Linked DNA regions of Sus scrofa: region 2 is linked to region 1. Evidence: chromatin contacts called from public HiChIP or PLAC-seq data. All regions are on one chromosome and are shown on one strand. The core of a region is the stretch at or near the end of the contact, and the rest is flanking DNA. Distances in the headings are between cores, read along the strand shown. Region 1 holds the start of ANKRD24 (ankyrin repeat domain-containing protein 24). Region 2 has its middle 13 kb from the start of CREB3L3.

The links. HiChIP or PLAC-seq counts read pairs in DNA pulled down with a chosen protein or histone mark.
Region 2: a contact with region 1 is called in an H3K27ac HiChIP or PLAC-seq map of alveolar macrophages. The contact joins the enhancer-like site here to the promoter of ANKRD24 in region 1. A contact is called at or near these places in 1 of 5 promoter capture datasets (fetal liver), 20 of 47 Hi-C or Micro-C datasets (blood, embryonic fibroblasts, fetal heart ventricle and 10 more) and 1 of 2 datasets of contacts at active chromatin or transcription factors (alveolar macrophages).

The regions. Positions count from the first base shown.
Region 1 is chr2:74,567,121-74,569,820 of Sscrofa11.1, forward strand. It overlaps ANKRD24 (ankyrin repeat domain-containing protein 24), which reads right to left and starts at 1,282. Exons shown (of 23, transcript XM_021084071.1): 1 at 555-1,282. It overlaps SIRT6 (sirtuin 6), which reads left to right and starts at 1,419. Exons shown (of 10, transcript NM_001114273.1): 1 at 1,419-1,493. The coding sequence starts at 1,428.
Region 2 is chr2:74,600,008-74,602,707 of Sscrofa11.1, forward strand. No RefSeq gene overlaps it. Among named protein-coding and RNA genes, the nearest start is that of CREB3L3, 13 kb to the left of the region's middle. Within about 2 kb of position 1,419, at least 36 of the 83 cell types and tissues checked have an H3K27ac peak or open chromatin away from gene starts, as enhancers often do. A contact at or near this core is called in alveolar macrophages, fetal liver, liver and 1 more, where this site is marked.

The DNA of each region.
Region 1 (2,700 bases), core at 32-2,531:
TGTGTGTGCGTGTGTGTGTGTGTCTGGGTGCCTGTTGCCTCAGCATAACTGGGGCATACACCAGCCCTCCATTCTCCCATATGCCAGTGCCCAGGGGCAAGGGGCCTGAGGCCCTAAGGGGAGCCTCCAGCCCAGGCCTCCCTCATCTCCTCTGCCCCTACCTTCTGCAGCTCCACTGACTCCAGCACCAGGCCACCGTGTCCACTGCCGGCTCTGGTTACCTGCTCCAGCGGGGCCACCAGCTCACACCAGCAGCTCCCAGCACTCAGCTCTGACACCTGATCAGCTCTGAACAGGCAGCCACCCCCAATGGTAGGGGATGAGCAGAGGGAGGAGACAGACTGGCAGTGGGCCTGTCTGTTGGCCACCAGGCTTTGGCAGGAAGACATGGATGTTTTTCCCTAACATCACTGGGCAGATTTCAGTTTCTGGAAAGAGCCACCCTCTTCTGCTCTTCCCATCCTTTGGACTTGCTGTTCCTCTGCCAGGAGCCCTCTTTCTGTACCTCCTGTCAGCCCCAATTGGCTGATTTCCCCCACCTCACTTGTACTCACTGTTCAGATCTTTAGTGAAACATTTCCTCCTCCAGGAAGCCTTCCTGGTTGTCTCCCAGGCTGGGTCAGCTGCCTCCGCCAGAGCGCCTTCCTTGCTCAATGCCCTCATTACACACAGGTCACACTAAGTCACCACTGCTAGGTCATGAAATGCTGCATTTGCTCTCCAGCGTCCCCCTAGTGGCTGTGCAATACATTTCTTAAATGAGTCCTAAAGGCCACCAGCCCCAGTGACCGGAAGCAGTTTCTCCATTTTCTTGGTGCAGTCGAGACCTGTCCTGCTGAGTGATTATCGCCCACCTAGATAATGTCCAAGTATCTTAAGAGTGGCGTCCTCAACCTTCCCTTAGTGAGGCCCCAAATTGCCCCCACGACGCACAGGTACTGTACATTTGTAAATTTAGAAAATTCTGAAATTTTCAGGGGAAAGAACCTTGGATTGGGAGCATGAGTCCCGGGTCCCTTCTCTCAAGCTCTGTTCTGCAAGAGTGGAGGGCGAGTAAGGGGAACGTCAATTCACTCATTTGTGAGAAAAGGGGAAAAGGGCACTGATCTTCGTGCCCCTCGCTTTAGAGGCGACTAGAGAACTCTCTCGTCGGCTATCCCCCAGTTTCCAGCCCGGTCACTGGACAGCCTTTTTCCCACCACCCGCTACATGCCCAGCATACAGTACGAAGCAGAAGCTGGAAGCAGGTCTCCCTTTGCCATCAGTTAATATGGCGACCGCAGCGTCCGTCCGGGGCGCATGCGTCTTGGAAGGAGACGCCAGGTGCGGTGGATGGGAATGCGGCTCCTCCTTCCCCGTCCCACCCCATTTCCGGCGGAAGCGGCCACAACAAGGGAAACTTTATTGTTCCCGTTGGGGCGGTGAGGATGTCGGTGAATTATGCGGCTGGCCTGTCGCCGTACGCAGACAAGGGCAAGTGCGGTCTCCCCGAGGTGAGCGCGGCGGGATCCCGACAGCTACCCCCAGGGCCGTGGGCTGGGCGGGGCCTACCGGCAGCGGGGAATTGTGGGAATAGCAGGAGACACTGAGGCTAGATAATGGGAGGGACTTCCCAATGAGGAGGGGGCGGGAAGTGACGCCCCAGCGCGGCCGGGGACGCGAACACGCCCAGCTCTGGGTCGGTTAGGCTGGTGACTCGGGGAAGGACCAGCGATGGGGTGGTCTTCAAGTTCTGATAAGGGAGCACCCAATGTATATCCAGGCAGAATGCACTACCCGGGCAAAGCGGGGGGGTGGGGTGGAAATAAACTTAGAGAGCAGATTAGATCAAAGAGGTTTCCAGAAGGAGGCCAGGATGGGCCTCAAGTGCCAGGCTGGGGAGTTGACACTAAGGGTGATGCGGAAGGGTTTTGACCTGGGGAGGAACCTGGAGGATGTATCAGAAACACTCCTCCAACCACGCTGAAAAGAAGTCCCTCCGTACGCTGAGACCTTGGCTGGGTCACTTCTTTCTGGGTTTCCTTTCCCCTTCTGTAAACTGGGGAGAAGATTGCCCCCCTCCCACAAAGGCTGGCTCGTTCATTCTGAGTCAGGCATCAGTGAGCTCTTAGATGATGTGCAGCCCCACTCTTCCCTCCTGGGTGTTTTTCACTTTATTCCACAAACATTCAAGTACTTACCTTATACCAGACACTTTCTCCAACCTGGAGCCACATCACAGAACAAGACAGATGAGCAGCAAATAAGTATAAGAAATCAGATAGTGGGGAGTTCCTGCTGTGGCGCAGCAGTTTAAGGATCCTGCCTTGCTGGAGCTGTGGCTTGGATTGGATCCCTAATCAGGGAACTTCCCTATGCTGTGTTGCAGCCAAAAAAAAAGAAAGAAGAATAAAAAGAAACCAGATGGTGGTAAGAGCTAGGGAGAAAAGCAAAGCAGATAAGAAGAGCTGAGGGCTGCATTGAAACCAGGTGGCCAGGGAGCCATCACTGAAAATGACTATTTTTCCCCCAATTTAAAAAATACTCATAAAATATACGCAATATAAAATTTACTTTCTTAACTATTTTAAGACTACAGTTCAGCAGTATTGAATACATTTATAATGTTATACAACCATCACCACCATCCATTTCCAGAGCTTTTTCATCTTCCTAGTGTTCTCATTAAATACTAACTCTCCATCCCCCTCCCCCACGCCC
Region 2 (2,700 bases), core at 169-2,668, 33 kb after region 1:
CAGACTCATGCCAGTTTCTAGCCACCTCAGCCCTTTGGCCTCAGCACGTCTGGTCACAACAGTCCCCCTACTGCACAGGAAGGCAGAGGGGCTAATAAGGGATTATGACTCACCATGGCCACTTCATGAGTCAGCCACTATTGAGACAACACCCAGGTCCCCTGCGCCGGATGGAGACTTGTCCTTTGCCACATGTCACCTCCCCATTCTTTTGACTGATGACTGGAGGGACTTTTCTACACTTTCCTTCAGGTCAGTTTTTGAAGGAAGAGGTGAGGAGGTCCGGAAGTAGCAGCTCCTCCCCCACCCTCTCCCCCACCTCACCCCTCCTCCTTCTCCAGGACCGTCCCTTGGGGTACAGCCAGGAAAGGCAGTGAGTAAAACCCTTGTGACATGGGTGTGGCGGGCGCAGGCCAGGGGCTGGGGACAGGGGGACTCTGATCAACCTCTTAGGCAACGCCAACTGATTAACACCTAATCCTCCAGGCTGCCCAGTTCAGGGGGTTCTGGGCTCTCAGGGGTGTGGGGGTGGGTGATGATGGGAAATTTGAACAAGGGTCTCCAAATACCATGAGGGAGGAGGTGTTGGCAGGTGGTGGGAGTGGGGAGGGGGGAGCCTCTCTCTGCTCTTCCTAAAGCTTGAAGGACACTATGTCCAAGAATTCCCTCATTCATTCTTGTGCCTGCTAGTTATTGAGCACCTGCTGTGTGCCAGGCATTGGAGACACACCAGAGACTATAATTATTCCCCTGGCCCTGCCCCCACAGAGCCGATGTTCCAATGTGGGGAGACAGATGCTAAGTGAAAAGCAGTTGTGCGCTGGGAATTCCTGTCATGGCGCAGTGGCTAACGAATCTGACTAGGAACCATGAGGTTGCAGGTTCGATCCCTGGCCTTGCTCAGTGGGTTAAGGATCCGGCGTTGCCGTGAGCTGTGGTGTAGATCGCAGACACGGCTTGGATCCCGTGCTGCTCTGGCTCTGGCGTAGGCCGGTGGCTAGAGCTCCAATTTGACCCCCAGCCTGGGAATCTCCAATGTGCCGCAGGAGCGGCCCTAGAAAAGGCAAAAAGACCAAAAAACAGTTGTGTGGAAGCAAATAAATAATTTTTTTTTTCTTTTTTGGCCACCCCGCAGTATATGGAGTCCACAAGTTCACAGGCCAGGGATCAGATCTGAGCTGCAGTCTAGATCTAAGCTGCAGATCCCACTGAGCCACAGAGAGAACCCCAATAAATAAATTGAAGAGACTAAGTATAGAAGAATGAAGCAGGAAAGAGAGATGGAGTGTTGTGGGGGGGGTGACTTGTATATCAGGTGGTCAGCGAGGCCTTACCACAATGACACTGAGGAGGTGACTGAGGGCCTTGCTCCAGGGTGAGAAGGTGGATGGTCTGTCCCGCGATGGTTCTAGAAGTTTCTGTGGGGGCTGGGTGGGATGTGTTTGTGCACAGGCCTGGGCGGCCCCTTGTGTCACAGACATGTTCTCCAAGGCTGGTGTCTGGGGCTTGCCCTCAGCCAGCCATAGGAAGGTGGTCCCCCAGCTTCAGGAGACCAGGTGGTCTCCGGGCAGTGCCCTGTGAGAGCCTGGAGCCTAGTCCAGCCCCCCAACTCATCTCGTGATCCACACCCCTCTGGGCCGTCCCCACCACCCCCTCCCTGTCTAGCCTCCATCTCATCTCATCCTGGAGATTGTTTTATGGCTGGTGGGTCCAAGGGTCACAACTGACCCTCTCACCAGGAAAAAGAGGCCTCCCTTGGCTGTGAATGTGGTCATCTCAGCTTCCTTCCCCTTGTGGCCAGGGTACACAGGGGTGGGTGTTTCCTTTGGCTCCACCCCCAGGGGATTCTGGGAAAGAAGCCATAGGGTGAGGGTGAGGGTGGGGGTGGGGGAGGCGTGTCCGGGTCTCCAGATCCTGATTTCCTCCTGGCCCTTCACCCTTCACCTTCTGAATTCCTTTCCTGTGGCTGGCGAACAAAGTCCCACAGACGGATGGGGGACGGGGCGGGGGAGCGCCTGGAGCAGCAGAAATGTATTCTCTCCCAGTGCCCGAGGCTGGAAGTCCAAGATCAGGTTCCTTTTGAGCCCATTCCTTCTGAGCCCTTTCCCCTTGCCTTTTTTGTTGTTGTTGTTTGTTTTATGGCCCGGCCAGCCACATGTGGTAGTTCGGGGATCAGGGACTGAACCTGCACCACAGGAGCAATCAAAGCTGCTGCAGTGACAACACCGAATCCTTAACCCACTGTACCATGAGGGAACTCCCCAAAGGTCCCCTTTTTACAAGGAGCCCAGTCCTACGGATTAGAGCCCACACTAGTCACCTCATTTTAGCTCAATTACCTGTGTGAAGACCCCCATCTCCAAATACAGTCACATTCTGAGGCCCCGGGGTTAGGAGTCCAACATATGAATCTGGGGCTAGGGCACACAATTCAGTCCTTAACGTCTTTCAAAGTTGTGATGAAACCTAAGCCCAGTGGTCTCAGCTCAAGGGTCACCTCCCCTAGAGGCTGCCCCTGGCCAAAGTCGCCCCACCCCAGTCACACCCAGTATAACACCTTCGATGGAAGGGAGCTCTGTTTATCTATGTTAGCTGTTTACACCAGAAAGCAGGAATCTGTGTATTTTGGGCACTGGTATACGCCTGGCCCTTAGAACCTTCCCCCCACAATCAAAGGAGCTCCAAATATACTTGTGAAGT